Linked DNA regions of Sus scrofa: region 2 is linked to region 1. A link is a contact called in public HiChIP or PLAC-seq data. All regions are on one chromosome and are shown on one strand. The core of a region is the stretch at or near the end of the contact, and the rest is flanking DNA. Distances in the headings are between cores, read along the strand shown.

Region 1 (5,339 bases), core at 1,509-4,008:
TGAATTCTCTCTCAATTAAACCATGACCTTTCTCCCTCAGGATAAGGACCATGAAGCTCCCTAACAGTGGGGAGCACCCTCCCAGAACGGGGCACTTGATGACTGCTTTGACCTCCCCTCACCTTGCTCTCCCCCGGACCCCAGCACCTTCGAACCCTCTGCCCAGCCATGGGATTCTGTGCAAGGCCATCCTCAGAGACCCCTATGCCATAGGGAACAATACTCCCATTTTACAGATGAGAGAATGGAGGTGCAGAGGCGTGAAGGGACTTGTCCAGGTCACAGTATGTTCTTGTTCCCTAATCACAGTAGTGGCCAGGCTGTTTGTTGGGGTTTTTTGGTCTTTTTAGGGCTGCACCTGTGGCACATGGAGGTTCCCGGGCTAAGGGTCGAATCAGAGCCACAGCTGCTGGCCTCTGCCACAGCCACAGCCACGTGGGATCCAAGCTGCATCTGCGACCTACACTGCAGCTCACGGCAACACCGGATCCTTAACCCACTGAGCGAGGCCAGGGATCGAGTCGTCCTCAAGATTATTAGTCGGGTTCATTACCGCTGAGCCACAATGGGAACTCCCATGCTGTTTTGTAATCACTGCTTGGCCTCCACCAGACTCTCACATGACAGAGGCTGCGTTTGGTGCCGGCCAGATCTCCCACTGCTCCGCCTCCTCTCTTACTTGCTGTGCAGTTCAGAGCACGTTATTTAACCTGTCTGGGTTTCCATTTCCTCATAAAGAAGGGATCATGATTGTACCTACTTCACAGGGTGGTGATGAGGATTAAATACGGTAAAAACATGCCACATACTTAGAAATGCTGCTGGGCACACGGTGGGCACTTAGTGAGCAGAAGCAGGTGTTAGTATTATTATCTGTGTGCCAGCATAGCCTAGTATGAGGTGGGACCTAGAGCAGGGGCCGGGGCCCGGCTCTCCAGGGTGGACTGGAAGTCGGTGAGTGGGAATGGGGGAGGAAGCACACTTGGCCTTGAGTCTGGAGAGGCCCAAGCCAGCCAGGCAGCCCCTTCTCAGTGCAGCCCCTGGAGCCCTTGCCCCACCCATGAAACCCAGCCCGGGTCCCACCACCCTGATGCTACTCACGGGAAGGTGGATGCAGCAAGCAGAGGATGGAGATCAAGCCCAGGCCCACGCTGGCCTCGTCCCAGCCATCCTGGGCACACTCGCCAAACACGTCCCATATCCACTGGCGGGAGCCATTGGGGCAGCTGGAGAAGTTGCCAGAGCCCAGCTTCTTCCAGACCATGGCTGCAGAGGTGGGGAGGGAGGGATGGAGGCTTCCAGTGTGCCGAGGCAGGCGAGGGCTCTGAAGGGTAAAAGAGAGGGACCTTCAGCCTCGGGAGGTCCTGGTCCTAGTCACGGCCCCGCCACCCCAAGCCCATCCCAGCCTTATCACCCAGCACTGACCGAGTCCCTGAACCAGAGGGCAAAGGGGACACAGGTGCGGGGAGAGCACTGGATCTGCAGTCAGGGGCAAAAGCATTCAAATCTCAGGTCTACGTATTGGTGCTGTGACTTTGGGCAAGTGACAGCTGTGCCTCAGTTTCTTCATCCACAAGATGGGGGCAATAACAGTGCAGCCTCCATAGAGTTGAGAGGGTTAAATGAGTTCAGAAATGCAGTGGAGAGAACTGATCCCTCGAAGTCACCTTTGTTCTAACTCTTGCACATTTAGATTATTTTCAATCTTGTAAATTAGGAGTTTCCCTTGTGGCTCACTGGTAATGGACTTGACTAGTATCCATGAGGATGCGGGTTTGATTCCTGGCCTTGCTCAGTGGAGTAAAGATCTGGTGTTGCATGAGGTATGGTGTAGGTCGCAGATGTGGCTCAGACCCTGAGTTGCTATGGCTGTGGTGCAGGCCAGCAGCTGGAGCTCCGATGTAACCCCTAGCCTGGGAACTTCCAAATGCTGGGGGTGCAGCTCTAAAAAGACACACATACAAAAAAAAAAAAATCTTGTAAATTATACTCTGCAGGTTGGCTGAGACCACGCCCATTAATTATATCCTCTTATTTAACGTACAGCTATCCCCTAACTTTGGTCAAATGAGGCAAGCGGCGAAAGCAGAAGGACCACGTGAGTCTTTCCAGGGTTGCACCAGTGTCTGAGAGTCAAGCCGGGCAGCTCACTTGTGTGGGACACCTGTCAGCAAAGGGTCCAGAGCCACCTCCCCATCTTCACTGGCAACAAAGCCAAGAGCTGGCTGGTTGCAGGGGCAGGCAAAGGAGTCCGTCCCAGTGTCCGGGCACCCTGAACAGTGATGAGAGCAGTCACTGCCTGTGTGACAGTCCCAGAAGAGGGAGACAGCATGGGACTGCTGGAGCATCTCTACCCCACAGAATCATCACAGCCTCCGATTGCTGAGCCCTTTACCAGCCCTGTGCTAAATACCTTGAAGGCCTTTCGGCTTCCTCCACCCCCAGCAATACCTGAGGCATATGGAAGTTCCCAGGCCAAGGTTCAAATCCAAACCACATCCCTGTGACTTAACGCCACAGCTGCAGCGATGCCGAATCCTTAACCCTCTGTGCCACAGTGGGAACTCCCCTTTCTGATTTTTGCTGCATATCAACTCTATCACGTGGGGAGCTACTGATACGTCTGTGAGGACCTGGGAAAGTGAAGTGCCCAGGCCATCCAGGCAGAAAGGGTTCACAGTCACCATGCCACGCTTCTGTCCCTGGGCGTGGTGGAACCCTCCTGTGGTCTGGCCAGGCTGTCCAGCATCTCACGAGGCCAGAAGGCAGGCTTCCCCTTTTCTCACTGTGTGCAGAGGGGTTTTTCTCGCTCTGGATGAGGCTCTCTCCAGCCCCCTTCAGTTCCTGCTTGGGCCAAAAGGTCCAGGATCCTAAAGCTATGTCCTATAGACCGAATGCCACTGACTGAATGTTTATGTCTCTACCAACCCCAAAATCGTACATTGAAACCTAACCTGAAACGTGATGGTAATTTGAGGTAAGTATTTCGGTAATACTCCCGAAATACTTTGGGGAGTATTTCGGTCACAGAGCTTTCATGAATGGGATTAGTAGCCTTATTAAAAAGATCCCTGGAGTTCCTGTTGTGGCTCAGCAGGTTAGGAACCTGACTAGTATCCATGAGGATGCAGGTTCAATCCCTGGCCTCACTCAGTGAGTTAAAGATCCCGTGTTGCTGTGAGCTGTGGTGTAGGTCTCAGACAAGGCTAGGATCTAGCATTGTTGTGACTGTGGTGTAGGCAGGCAGGTACAGCTCCTATTCAACCCCTAGCCTGGGAACCTCTATATGCTGTGGGCACAGCCTTAAAAAGGAAAAAAAAAAAGGCCAAAGAACACCTTCACCCCTTCTGCCAGGTGAGGACCCAGCGAGATGACAGCCATCAATGGATCAGGAAGCGGACCCTCACCAGACACTGAATCTCCCAGGACCCTGATCCCGGATTCCCCAGGTTCAAGGACTGAGAAATCACTGCTTGTTTACAAGCCACCTGGACTGCTATGCTGTGACAGAGGCCTGACTGCCCTGGCTGGACCCTTGGAACTGCTGAGACCACAGCAATCTGAGAGCATTGTGGAGGGAAAGGAAGCGAGTCAGCTTTTTCTCAGGAAGCTCTAGGCTCTCCACTCAAATGTGACTCAACAGGGAGCTCTGGTGCTCAGGGCAAGGGCGCCCCAGGTCACAGCCTGCCCGGCTCATTGCAGCACCTCCAGGGTCTCGCAAGGGGGGAATGAAAGCCTCTTCCAGCACCTTGGTGACCCACCCTGACCCTCAACACAACTGATACTGGAGCCGTTTATCTGATGTCCTGCCACCAGCACTTGCAAGGCCACCCTGGGGTTAACTCACAGCCCAGGTAGGAACTGCGCCTCTGCGGGGTCAAAGGTTATTTCCAAACAAGGCCTTCGGTTCCCCAGCCACCCCTCTACTAGACTGCCTCCCTCGCCCTGCTCCTGTAGATTCTGGACACGCCACTGCAGGTCACCGCGGTGGTCTGCTGTCATCCTCCTTAACTTGTCTGTGATCAGAACACTGTCCTCATATCACGGATAAGGTTGAGTGACCTTGTGCAACTAACTGTCTGAGCCTGTCTGTAAAATGAGGATCACAACGGTCCCTCCTTGGGGCTGCCGTGCAGATGACATACACAGAAAGCTCTCAGCCCCAGTGCCTGACTTAAAGATAGCAACCGTTTCGAGAATGAGAGACCAGGATTGCAACCACCCTGAGGCTACTCTCACTCCCCCCCCCTTTTTTGGTCTTTTTAGGGCCGCATCTACAGCACATAGAGGTGCCCAGGGTAGGGGCTGGATCAGAGCTGCAGCTGCCAGCCTATACCACAGCCATAGCAACACCAGATCTGAGCCATATCTGCAACCTATGCTGCAGCTTAGGGCAATGCTGGATCCTTAAACCACTGAGTGAGGCCAGGGATGGAACCTGCATCCTCATGGACCCTATGTCCGGTTCTTAACCTACTGAGCCACAATGGGAACTCCTCACACCTTCTCTTCACCGGGTTAGGGAAGAAAGAAGGGGGGATACACACCCAGTGAGGAAGGTGGCATCTTGAAGGACGTACCTCGGCTCACAGTGTTCGGGGCACTGAATGGGAGGTCCCCTGTCCACACATAGGGCCCATGTGCAGCTAGAGGCTCAGAATACTCTGAGACACACCTGAGCCCTGGACAGAAGGTGCTTTCCTCTGAGGGTGGCTGCGCCTAGGGCTCATCACCCGTAGGTTCTGACCCAACTAGGAATCCAGGCCTGGCTTCCAAGAACAAGCCCGCTCCTGGTCCAACAGTACTGAGTGAATGGATGTCCAGGCTTGCAACAAAGGTAGACCAGGTCGGTAGGTCTGACAAGGACCACAGCTGGGGTGTCTCAGAATCTGGGAGGGGACATGTTTGAATTCAGGATCAATGTGTCCGGACTGCGGATCAGGGACCTTGGGTTTAAGGAGCTCTTCCAGCAGATGCTGGCGTACATGGCGGCCCTTTAAGCAAAGCATCTTGGAGTTCCTGTCATGGCTCAGCGGTTAACAAACCTAACTAGAATTCATGAGGATGCGGGTTTGATCCCTGGCCTCACTCCATAGGTTAAGGATCTGGCATTGCCGTGGAGCTGTGGTGTAGGTCGCAGATGCAGCTTGGCTCCCAAGTTGCTGTGGCTCTGGTGTAGGCCGGCAGCTGCAGCTCTGATTCCACCCCTAGCCTGGGAACCTCCATGTGCTGTGTGTGTGGCCTTAAAAAGACAAAAAAAAAAAAAAAAAAAAAAAAAAAAAAAGACAAAAAAAAGAAAGAAAGAAAGGAAAAAAAAAAAAAAAGGAAGAAAAGGCATC
Region 2 (5,339 bases), core at 1,056-3,555, 190 kb before region 1:
CCAAAGCATGATATTAAAAATAGAGGAAACCATTGTGTGTGGCAGGGGGAGAGAGTATATGTGAAAACTCTCCATATTTTCTGCTCAATTTTTCTGCCAACTTAAAACTGCTCTAAATAATAGTCTATTAATTTTTTTTTGGTTGAACCCATGGCAAGTTCCTTGGTGGGATTGAACCTGTGCCAGAGGTGTGACCCGCACCACAGCTGCAGCAACGCCAGATCCTTAACCCACTGCTCCACCCGGGAACTTCCATGTGTATTAATTTTTTTTTTTTTTTGGTCTTTTTGCCTTTCCTAGGGCCGCTCCTGCGGCATATGTAGGTTCCTAGGCTAGGGGTCTAATTGGAGCTGTAGCCACTGGCCTATGCCAGGGCCACAGCAACAAGGGATCTGAGCCACGTCTGCAACCTACACCACAGCTCATGGCAACGCCGGATCCTTAACCTACCGAGCAAGGGCAGGGATCAAACCCACAACCTCATGGTTCCTAGTCAGATTCGTTAACCACTGCACCACGACGGGAACTCCCATGTCTATTAATTTTAAAAAATGTAAGTGGGGAGCTCCCTGGTGGCTCAGTAGTTTAAGGGTCTGGCATTGTCACTCCTGTGGCTCAGGTCACTACTGTGGCAAGTTTTGGTCCCTGGCCTGGGAACTTCTGCATGTTGTGGGCGGGGCCAAAAAATGTAAATGGGCCCAAGTGACTGAGGTTTAGGCAGTGGAATGTGGGTACAAGCCCTATAAGGCATCTTCAGGCCTGGCCCTTCAAAACATCCCATCTTACCCTCCAGGTTTTTCTTCCTTTCACAATGACCTTGATCCCAACAGGGAGAAAATAAGACCAAAAAAGACCTCCCAACACTGGATGTGTATGAGTAAGGTGGGGGGGGGACTGTTATTGTGTTAAGCCACTAAGATTTTTCAGGACTTCTTTGTTACTGCAGCAGAGCCTAACATAGCCTGAACAAAGCAAGTACAAAAAAAATCTTGCAATAAAAAGAAACAACAAAAAAATGCAGTTCCCATACCTCACCTCGCCTCACTTTCTAGTCTTATTTCGCCGAGGACCACTTTCCATGTTTTAGCAGCTTATTTGGGAATTGATGTCCATATTTCTACATATGGTTTTACTTTTAATTTTTTATGTGTCAGTTTTAGGCCTTTCTCATTAACTTCCCATTATGGCAGATGATTTTTTTTTAGCATTCTTTTGTTTGTTTGTTTTTGTTTTTAATATATAATGATTTTTATTTTTTTCCATTATAGCTGGTTTACAGTGTTCTGTCAATTTACTACTGTACAGCATGGTGACCCAGTTACACATGCATGTGTACATTCTTTTTTCTCACATTATCAGGCTCCATCAAAAGTGACCAGATATAGCTCCCAGGGCTACACAGCCGAACCTCATTGCTAATCCATTCCAAAGGCAATAGTCTACATCTATTAACCCCAATCTCCCATTTTTATTTTCGGCATTCTTTTTTTTTTTTTTTTTTTTTGTCTTTCTACCTTTTCTAGGGCCGCTCCTGCGGCATATGGAGGTTCCCAGGCTAGGGGTCGAATCAGAGTTCTAACTGCTGGCCCATACCACAGCCACAGCAATGCAGGATCTGAACCGCATCTGCAGCCTACACCACAGCTCACAACAACGCCAGATCCTTGACCCAGTGAGCAAGGCCAGGGATTGAACCTGCAACCTCCTGGTTCCTAGACAGATTCGTTTCCACTGAGCCACGACAGAAACTCCTTTTTTAGCGTTCTTAAATCATCCAGTATCCCGATTCTCCCCTTTCCATCTTCACCAGGTGCTAGATACGAAATTGGGGGATTAAATCCACATTCATTTTTTTTTTCTTTTTAAGGCCACACCAGTGGCATATGGAAGTTCCCAGGCTAGGGGTCAAATCAGGACTGCAGCTGCTGGCCTACACCACAGCTTATGGCAACGCTGGATCCTTAACCCACTGAGCAAGGCCAGGGATCTAACCCAAGTCCTCCTGGAGACTAGTTGGGTTCATTACCGCTGAATCACAGGGGGAACTCCCCACATTCAGTTTTTATGTTATTCTGAATATGCAAATATAGAACCCTGATGAGACACATAGTATACTATCATTATGTTTCCTTTCTGGAAATGCTTCATTTTCTTTTTGTTTGCGTTCACACTTGTCCCATTTTGGTTTCATTTTGCTTAATTTTGTGTTGATTTGTTTTGCCTTAATCTACATATTACCAATTCTTCCCATGCTTTGACAGCGGATATTTGTCATTCGTCCCGGCTGCCCAAATCTGAAATCCTTCCTGTATTTGGGGAATTCCCCCTATGAGACATGTGGGAAGCAGAACTTCCATCACAGAAAGGAGAGATTTTACATGTGCATTTTCTTTTCATTTTTCTATTTTTGGCCACCCCAATGCATATGGAGTTCCCAGGCCTGGGATCAGATCTGAGCCACAGTTTCGACCTACACTGCCTGCAGCAATGCTGGATCCTTAACCCACAGCGAGGCCAGAGAAGGAACCCACATCCTCGAGGACACTATGTTGGGTTCTTAACCTGCTGAGCCACAACGGGAACTCCAGAATTAGTTTCTCTTAGCTTGCCGATGGGGACAACTATCACTATAATTTTTCACATGGTCACGGTCACATGCAGAGGGGACTTTGTGGGAAGGTCCATGGGGTCCGATTCTCAGAAGAGCCCACCCATTGTCTTTTCTTTTTTTTTTTAATGTATTACACATTTATTTATTTACTTATTTTTGTCTTTTTTAGGGCCGCACTTGTGGCATATGGATGTTCCCAGGCTAGGGTCTAATCGGAGCTGTAGCCACCGGCCTATACCAGAGCCACAGCAACGCGAGATCCAAGCTGCATCTGCAACTTACACCACAGCTCACGGCAACTCCAGATCCTTCGTCCACTGAGCAAGGCCAGGGATCAAACCCACAACCTCATGATTCCTAGTCAGATTCATTAACCCCTGAGCCACAATGGGAACTCCCAAGGTTTTTTTCCTAATGCTCTGCTTTTACCATCTTGAAGTTCTTTTTTTTATTTTCCTTTTTGCTTTTTAGGGTTGCCCCTGTGGCATATGGAGGTTCCCAGTCTAGGGGTCTAATTAGAGTTGTAGCTGCCGGCCGAGGCCACAGCCACAGCAACGCAGGATCTGCGTCTGTGACCTACACCACAGTTCACGGTAAAGCCAGATCCTTAACCCACTGAGCAAGGCTGAGGATTGAACCTGCATCCTCATGGATGCTAGTTAGATTCATTAACCCCTGAGCCACGACAGGAACTCCTTTAAGTTCTTAATCATTTTCAAACAATAAGTTTCAAGCCTTGCCTCTTCCTTTTCATTTTGTAATGGGCCCTGCAAATTACACCGGCAGTCCTGGTAACACAAAGTAAATGATGTGTGCATTTCCCTATTTTTCAGGCCCTCCACCCTGGAAGCCCCTGGGTTTCCTATGCCCGCCTGGACCACTGTCAAGCTGAGTCTCCCTTTTGCCATCATCTTGGGAGTTCCCCTCGCCTTTCTCCTTTTGGGTCGAAGCCACTGTCTCCTGGATGCTTGTCTTTGTCTTGTGTTTTTCTCTCATTTGGGTGGAGTGCCTCATCAATCCTTTTCTGAGAAAAAAATGCATGAGAGGTAAAATTTTTGAGAGTTTGCAATATCTGCAATTATAGGTGTAGAATTCTATGTTAATATGTTTCACCCAGTGTTCTGAAGGCTTTGTTCCTCTGCCTTCTAGAGTCTTCTTTTTTTTTCTTTTTAGGGCCACACCTGTGGCATATGGATGTTCCCAGGCTAGGGTTCGAATCGGAGCTGCATCTGGGGCCTACACCACAGCCACAGCAACACAGGACCCCAGCCATGCCTGTGACCTACACCACACTCACAGCAACACCGGATCCCCGACTCACTGAGTGAGGCCAGGGATCGAACCTGCGTCCTCACAGACACTATGTTGGGTTCTTAACCTGCTGATCCAAAACGAGAAATCCTGCCTTCTACCTTCTAATGTTATTTATTTATTTATTTTGGGCTGCACTTGTGGCATGTGGAAGTTCCCAGGCCAGGAATCAAATCTGTGTCACAGGAGTGACCCGAGCTGCGCGCTGTGGCAATGCAGGATCCTTAACCCACTGAGGCACCAGGGAATGCATATTGTTATTATTTAGAAGTTCAAGGCCATTCTAATTCCCAGATCTATAAATGTAGTGTGGTTTTAGTTTTTCTTTTCTCAATCTCCCTCTCTCTGAAAGCTTTCTTTCTTTTCTTTTCTTTTTTGTTTTTTTGTCTGCACTGGCAGCATGCAGAAGTTTCTGTTCCAGGGACTGAACTCTTGCCAGAACAGTGACAACACTGGATCCTTAACCACTGTGCCACCAGGGAACTCCTCTGAAAGCTTTTTTTTTTTTTTTTTGGTCTTTTTAGGACCACACCTGTGGCATATGGAAGAGGTTCCCAGGATAGGGGTTGAATTGAAGCTGTAGCTGCTGGTCTAAAGCAAGACACAGCCACAGTAATGTCAGATCCAAGCCATGTCAGTGACTTCCACCACAGCTCACGGCAACACCAAATCCTTAACTCACTGAGCAAGGCCAAGAATTGAACCTGCGTCCTCATGGATATTATTCAGATTTGTTTCCACGAGCCATGACAGGAACTCCCAGATGCCAAAGTTTTTATGCAGCCTGTCAGACTCACCTGATTATGACCCCGGTTACTTCCTGAACCTCACCTTTTATTCTCTGGAACCAATCCCTCGGGCCTCCTTGCTCGTCCTTGAACATACTGTGCATGTCCCAGCCTCAGGGCCTTTGCACTGACTACTGCCTCTGCCTCCACATACCCGCCTGGCCTGTTCCCTCGCCTCCTTCAAGTCTCCAATGTCACTTTCTCATTGAGAATATTCCTGGCTACTCTGTTAAAACTTACAAACCTGGGAGTTCCCATTATGACTCATCAGTAATGAACCTGTCTAGTATCCATGAGGACGCAGGTTTGACCCCTGGCCTCACTCAGTGGGCTCAGGATCCTGTGTTGCCCTGAACTATGGTGTAGGTTGAAGATGAAGCTCAGATCCTACACGGCTATGGTGTAGGCTGGCAGCTACAGCTCTGATTCGACCCCTAGCCTGGGAACTTCCATATGCCACCATGCCATGGGTTCAGCCCTAAAAAGACAAAAAAAAAAAAAAAAAAAAAAAAAAAAAAAAATTGCGCATCTATTCCTTAGCACTTCTGATACCCTCTCAGCCTTATTTCTTTTCCCTTAGTCCCGAGTCCCATCCAACATACTGTATTGATTGACGTGTCTTGTTTACA

Evidence for each region. HiChIP or PLAC-seq counts read pairs in DNA pulled down with a chosen protein or histone mark.
Region 2: an H3K27ac HiChIP or PLAC-seq map of alveolar macrophages shows a contact between it and region 1. The contact joins two enhancer-like sites. A contact is called at or near these places in 1 of 47 Hi-C or Micro-C datasets (liver) and 1 of 2 datasets of contacts at active chromatin or transcription factors (alveolar macrophages).

Annotation. Positions count from the first base shown.
Region 1 is chr6:77,763,295-77,768,633 of Sscrofa11.1, reverse strand. PQLC2 (PQ loop repeat containing 2) reads right to left here. Exons shown (of 9, transcript NM_001243851.1): 2 at 1,121-1,324; 3 at 1,102-1,118. The coding sequence starts at 1,264. Among named protein-coding and RNA genes, the nearest start is that of PQLC2, 4.1 kb to the right of the region's middle. Within about 2 kb of position 2,758, at least 4 of the 83 cell types and tissues checked have an H3K27ac peak or open chromatin away from gene starts, as enhancers often do. A contact at or near this core is called in alveolar macrophages, where this site is marked.
Region 2 is chr6:77,949,072-77,954,410 of Sscrofa11.1, reverse strand. No RefSeq gene overlaps it. Among named protein-coding and RNA genes, the nearest start is that of CAPZB, 39 kb to the right of the region's middle. Within about 2 kb of position 2,305, at least 1 of the 83 cell types and tissues checked has an H3K27ac peak or open chromatin away from gene starts, as enhancers often do. A contact at or near this core is called in alveolar macrophages, where this site is marked.